Linked DNA regions of Zea mays: region 2 is linked to region 1. The links are chromatin contacts, called in public Hi-C maps. All regions are on one chromosome and are shown on one strand. The core of a region is the stretch at or near the end of the contact, and the rest is flanking DNA. Distances in the headings are between cores, read along the strand shown.

Region 1 (3,513 bases), core at 558-3,057:
GTAGCCTGTTGCTGGGTTTAATTCAGTCAAAGCCTTGCAAATGTATTACTAACTGATGGATTGCCTGAGCCTAAAATCAACTTAGTTAAACTGCATCTTCCTGTTTTCTTCCTAAAATGTTATCTTAGTGTCTTCTCAAACTTTCACCTCCAGTTAGCAGTTGTTATGGAGCCGTGCAACTTTACATACTGCATAAGAAGCAAATAATCTATACTGATGGATTGTCTGAGCCTAAATATCACCTCCAGTTAGCAGTTGTTATGGAGCTGTGCAACTTTACATACTGCATAAGAAGCAAATAGTCTATACTGATGGATTGTCTGAGCCTAAATATTGAGAATTAACACAAGACTTAGTTAGTAATGTCATGGGATGGGATACATCATACAATTTAAAGCTTGTACAATTGTGTGGTCTATACGGTAAAGTTAAAATACTGTCAGCCACACTTGTTGTATTTTAGACTTTTAGACTTTGCACACAAAGAACAACCAAGTTTGTGGGGCTGGGTGTTAAGCAGCTGGCAGCATTTTTTGCTGAACAACTAATTGCAAGAGAACTGCGCAACGTTATATATAATAGAGAAAACAGGCCTTACAGAAAAAACACACCTTCCTGAAGCAATTCCCTCTCTCGGCGGTTGCTGCTTGTGTGTGTCGGCTAGGTGGCGGCGTCAACCTCGCCGAATTCGTTCCCTATCTCTTCTTCCACAAACGCGAGCTATCTTCCACGCACTCGCTCTGTCATGCGTCTGCTCACCCTGCTCTGTATACGACGAGCCCGTATTTATCCTCTTCATCGAGGCACTCAATCTAAGTGGAGGGAGTGCGCGATTTTGAGGGAGATCGTGTGGGATTGCACGAAGCGGAGAATGCGGTAGTAGGGAGAGCTGGAGGAGGAGGTTGTGCAGATGGGAGAGACATCACGCGAGAGTGGGGGAGGGGCGGAGAACGCGGTAGCGAGGAGACGACACACGAGGGTGGGGGAGGGGTGGAGAACGCGATAGCGAGGAGGTCGTGCTGTGGCGACGGGAGCGACGACGGGGGGGGGGTGGGGGAGTTGAGGCGCTAACCACCATGCTTCGACAGTGGGCTTTGGTTTGGGCCACAACAAGTAAATGGGCCTCCCAGGAAGCGTGTATTCCGTATTTGCAAGCCAAACTTAGTGCCACATCAGGTACTAAACTGTGCACACACCTGTTTATAAGTGCCAGTGTGGATACAACATGTGTAGTCTTGGTTGGGCGCCAACCTGTGTAGTCTTGGCTGGGCGCGAGCTTTTAACCCTACACAACTAGCTTTTTTGGTAAAATTTGCTCACGTGTGCGGAGCACATGTTTGGGAATGAGAAACGAACGGGAAACAAAGAAGAGTCATGTGTGGGAACGGGGAACGACGAGGGTGTGGATGTGAATGTGTGGGAATGAGAAATGACGAGGGTGTGGATGGGAATGAGAAACGAGAAACGACAGGGTGTGGATGGGAATGACAAATGCCACGGGTGGAGATATGGAATCAGAATGACAGAAATAGAAAAAGCAGTCTACACCTTACCTCTTTAATTAGTAGTAAAGATTTTGGATATTCAATCTAATATGACCCGTGCGCTAAATTTTCTACCCTTATCACAGGTATAAAATTCATCATATCGATACCCACGCTTCAACCGCCATTCTAGTCGATCCATCCCGTGGTACAAAACCCTGCAGCCAATCAGCGCGTGGCATTTGATCGAGCCCTCTTGACCACTACCCAAGATGCGCGTCCGCACACGTGGCTTCCAACGCCCCCACTGCAGCCGCCTGCCCAATGAGCAGCGGCCACGCATTCTCCCTTCCCTGGACTATTCTTGGTGGGTGGAGAGAGCCGCAGAAGGCAGCTGGAAGAGGAGAGGACCGCGCGAGGCTCCGTGCCGGCGAGTTCGGGTGCTTTTCCTGCGGTCCGAGATGCGATCGTTGGGACCCGGGAGATAGCGCAGCTCGGGTTCGGGTTCGGGGGCGGCTACCGCGACGGCGGCCGCCACCTGAGCAGGATGTTTAACTGGAACGACGAGCAGCACCAGGTGCCCCTTCCCGTCTGCCCTTCCTGTGTTAGTCTAGAATCTTGCGTTATGCTTGCTCACCTGACTGGATCTGCTCGGGCTCTATAACTCGTTGCGTCATTCCGTGCACCACGTGCTCTAATTCACTAGGTTTTACTAGTTCGGATGTGATTGTTCCGGAAAGGAATTTTGCTGTTATCCGATTTCGTTGGGGGTTAAAGTTGGGAGATTTGGTGGTACAAGGGACTGCGAGCGGAAGCGTGGAATTCTTGCTACGCAGGTCGACTGCATCCCTTCAGGTTGCAGCAGTGCGAGCCTTTTGGACACTTTCTGTAGTAACAAGCATGGCTAGGGGATAATTCTGCTTAGATTGCCTCTACTTCTCAAGCGTGTAAGACTGTCTAATCCCCAGAGCAGTGCTGAAATATTGGGACTTGTATGATCTATTGGAAGAAAGTTGTGGGAGTCTTTATAAGGGTGCGTTTGGTTGAGCCAACTGGAATGGAGCGGCTCCGTTCCAATTTCCAATTTCTAGGAATTGAGCCATTTCATTATGTGGTTGGCGATCAGAACATAATCGCTCCATTTTTTGTTTGGTTGAAGAGTAGAATAGAGCCGAGCCGCTCCGTTCATTGTTTTGTTGAAGAGACATATGAGTGTGGAGTGGAGGAGAGGAAGTAGAGCGCCCGCGTCCGCGAGAGCGCTCGCATCCGGTCGTTTTGGTGGAGCGAGAGCATTCCAAATATTTGCCATATATAGGCTCCAGGAGCCGCTCCGCTCTCCTCCGTTGGAAACCAAACATCAAATAAATAAGAATTGAGTTGTTCTATTCATCTCTGCTCCTCAACCAAACACACCATAAGTTTCATGGCTCTTTGAATGTTCTCTCCATAGTGTGTTGGGGAAAAAAGGTACTGAAATGAGCCAGTACATGTTTTAATGAATTTGATGGTTTTGCTGATAGCTTCTGATGTGAACTGCAAACTGGTATGTAGTAAACCACAAAGGCAAATTTTCTTATTTTCCCTGCTCATTTTGGTGCATGCCACTCAGTTGGCAATGTTCTACTCTGTTGATTTTAGTATTTCGTCATAAAAATATAACATTTTTCGGGAACCATGAATTCATATATGCTCATATGAGTTTAAGGACATAACATATTGTAATGAATACTTTGGACCTTTATTGATAATTGGTAGAAATGTGTCTGGTATATTTCTTTTGTATAAGGGTCTTTTTGCATTATTTTACATATACATATTGGGCTGTAGCCATTCTTTTCAATGCAAGCAGTATCCAACATGGTACACAGAGCAAGATTTTCATGCTAGGGTTTACCTCGCCGTTGTCATGCTCCTGATTGCGGCTCCTCTCGCTGCGCTGTGGGGTCTTGGCTTTTCTGATGTGGCTCCTACTAGTCACGACCCCTCACTTTGTGGCTCTTTGCCCAGACGCTCTCTCGCTTGCTCAACT
Region 2 (3,513 bases), core at 310-2,809, 240 kb before region 1:
AAAAGGCAGGGGGGCATATGTTGAGCACCATATTGAGGGACCGGACGGTCCGGCCCTGAGGCCGGACGGTCCGCGGTCCGGACGGTCCGCGCCTGTGGGCCGGACGGTCCGCGCGTGCGCAGAACAGATTAGGGTTCCGAGTTTTTTGCTACGGTTGTTAGCTATATTCGCGGGATTAGCTCGGAATCAGTTGTGTAAAGGGTCCAGCCCCCCTCCTCTATAAATAGAGAGGTCTACGGCCGATTTGTAATCATCAACAATCGAATCAATACAACTTCTATTCGCATTTATTTCTAGTACAAGTAGGAGTAGTTCTAGTTTAGTTCTAGTTTAGCCTCTCAATCCCCAAATTCTTCGCCTCTCTTCGACTCTACGCCGATTAGAGGAGTCTAGGTCGGCCGGCCCGAGCCTAGACAACCCCTAGGATCTCTCCTCCCCGACGGGGTCCCTCCCGGGAGCGAGATCCAGGCGTCGCCGGCGATCTTCCGCCGCCCCTGCACACGCGCGGACCGTCCGGCCCCAGGGCGCGGACCGTCCGGCCGTCAGGCAGGAAAACCTAGCCCCTGCGCCAGGTCGCGGACCGTCCGGCTCCAGGCCGCGGACCGTCCGCGCCTGACCAGAGAGCACCGCCGCCGGTTCTTCTTGAGTATTTGGCGCTCCAAAAAAGCGTCAACAGTTATAAATATGTGAACCAAATGGACCTTATTGTCAATTATTCAAAAACGGAGGGAAGTTAATATGCACATGTACAGCACTACAGATAATAGCTGTGCATATTCCAACCAAATGTCCGTGAAAATGCCAGTTGAGTGCCACTAAACACACACCAACTTAAAGTTGTTCGATCTGTACGATCACCAATGCAAGACCACCCAAGGTAAAAGGAACAGAGTTCATTCCAAATCGGATTACGGGAAGAAGAGATGGGAGGGCCAGCTTGTCAAGAGACGAATTTGGGCGCAATTTATTAGTAGCAATTATTATAAATAGACCTGGTTAGCACGGCCCCGTGAGATCCAGCCAGAGAGCCGCGGGGTGCGAGTTGAGTTTGGATGGGGGGAGGAGGCATGGAGCGTACCGGGCGGCGCAGAGGATGAGCGGGCGACGAGATCGGGCGGGAAAAGCGCTGGGTCGGAGAAGAAAGCGCGGAGGCGGAGGGCGTGCGCGGAGCGGCCGTCCTCCTGGAGCTCCTGCAATAGCTCTAGCGCCGTGAGGTGATACCGCTCCTCCAGCAAGAAGTTCACCACGCAGTTGCACAACGAAGCCCACCGCTCGTCCGCTGCACCAACGCCCACTGCCGCCATCCTCCTTGGTATCGGGCGGGCCTACCTCTATCGCGGTGAAGCTCGCCGGGCGTCGTTGTGTGGCATGTGGCCGCGGCGGAAGGCACAGATCTCACGCGTGTGACTCGAGGCCGGTGAAAGAAGGGGAAGGAGACGATGGCCTGGAAAGTACAGACTAGAGACGCGGGTAACTGCTGATTCGGACGCCGTGTAACCAGCACGCTGCCTGCCTGTGTCATGCCGTCGTCACCGGAAGGTCCGTATTTGCTGAACTAAAAAAAGGAAAAGAACGGTTTCAGGATCGACTTTATATGCAAACCATAATTTAAGGGGAAAAAGTCTTTAAAATAGAAAAACTACAGTTTTAACTATGCATATATTTGGGGTGTGTTTTAGCCGAAGGTTCTCACATTAACAATTTAAAGTTATTTTTATAATTTATTTTTAGATTGTTAATTTAAAGTTATTTTATAATTTATTTTTAGATTAATCTTCATCATAGTATGTCTCAACAGAAGGTTGTTAGTCAAAAATAAAGACTTCAGCATTGGCAGAGAGTCGAAGCTCTTCGGCGGGTCTAGAATAGCAGTAGGGAGATAGTAGGTTTCGTAGCTCATATGTATATGGTTAAAAGGTTATAGGTGTATTTTCATATGAAGTTGTATATCAGACCACCACTATAAATAAAGGTACAGTGCTATGCAAAGGGAGCAAGTTGAGCAATCACGTCTCTCACATAATCGCAACTAAAACGCTTTTCTACCTTCAGATCATTGTCTGAATTATCGAATGTACTATTATAATCTTTTGTAACCAAGAAGAAGGAATAAAGAAAATATAACTAGCATAGCGATTTATATGTGATGTTCTTATACATAAGTTTTCTTCTTAGTTATCGACCATTTAGGCTTTTTCCATTAATCTATCTCCCAACAAAATGGTGGATTAAAGGAAAGAGTCATTGTTACTTTAATTGTGTTGCCATGTTTCAGTTCTTCACAAGAATCTGAACAGGTGATAAACATTGACACCCACCTTCAGTGAACTCACAACCTTGAAGGAGAACATGGCAAGCAATACCAACCTTGGTACTTCTTCACAAGGTCAAAAGACAGCTTATCCTCCCTATCACACAGGGATCGTGCTTCAAGCCCAGCAACAAGAGGCAGAAGAAAGAAACACAGAGAAGGGTGCAACATGTTGGGTCCAAGGGCCCTACATAAGATCCAAATGGTCTCATTCTAATCACTTTCTCCGAAAAAGACCTTCAGCTCAAGAATTATGCACAGAATGATGTCATGGTGATATTGTGTTTCATAAAAGGCTTTATGGTCCATAATGTCTTAGTGGACACGTGCAGTGTGGTAGATATTATTTTTGCAAAGGCTTTCCGGCAGATGCAAGAACCTGATGATCGGTTGCAAGAGGCCATGAATCCCCTTTGTATCTTCAAGGGAAACCAAATAGTGGTACTTGGAAAAATAAGCATGCCAGTAACCTTCGGCTATGTAAACAACACCAGAACAAAAGATATCACATTTGACATAGTTGATATGAAATACTCATACAACGCAATCATCGACAGAGGAACTCTAAATGCTTTCGAAGCCATTCTACACTCTTCATATTTGTGCATGAAGATACCATCAACCTAAGCTCCAATCTTAGTTCACAGAAGTCAGGAAGCTACAAAAAGAGTGACAGACACCTAGAGGGGGTGAATAGATGACGCCTGAAATTCACAACTTAAATAAAAACTTGAATCATAATATATGAGTCAGCTCAAAAACTCGATTCAAGAGAGTGAGGGAGAGGAGAGGTTCTTACACTTGATTGCTCACAAGATTGCAGAATTATAACTTGAACAATATCACAAGTGAAGAATGAAGCAAGAACTAGAGGATAGAGAGGAAGTGCAAATCGCAAAATATCAAGCACACGAGACATGATGATTTTTATTGTGATTCGGTCAAGCCTCAAATGTGTGCCTACTCCACGTTGTGGTGTCCTAAAGGACGAGGGTTGCAACCAACCCCTCTCAAGTGATATAATGATCAACTTGAGTCCATGGTTCTTCCTTATATTATCTCGTCGCAAGGATCTCCACAAATTGGAGTCTCTTGCATCTGTACATAAGTTAGATGGGAGCACAATCTCCAAGAACAACAAGAGAGAAAGGAGAAGAACACACACAAGAGAAAAATAACAACACAACAAAGCAACAACATAA

What was found. Hi-C and Micro-C count contacts between places; a contact is called where the count stands out from the background.
Region 2: a Hi-C map of tassel shows a contact between it and region 1, with 2.4 times the contacts expected there. The contact joins the promoter of LOC103635221 here to the promoter of LOC100275614 in region 1. A contact is called at or near these places in 3 of 25 Hi-C or Micro-C datasets (ear, endosperm and tassel).

What each region holds. Positions count from the first base shown.
Region 1 is chr8:56,933,354-56,936,866 of Zm-B73-REFERENCE-NAM-5.0, reverse strand. LOC100275614 (protein LNK2) reads left to right here and starts at 1,807. Exons shown (of 10, transcript XM_020541989.3): 1 at 1,807-2,061. The coding sequence starts at 2,032.
Region 2 is chr8:57,173,802-57,177,314 of Zm-B73-REFERENCE-NAM-5.0, reverse strand. It overlaps LOC103635221 (RAB11-binding protein RELCH homolog), which reads right to left and starts at 1,559. Exons shown (of 20, transcript XM_008657737.4): 1 at 1,079-1,559. The coding sequence starts at 1,304.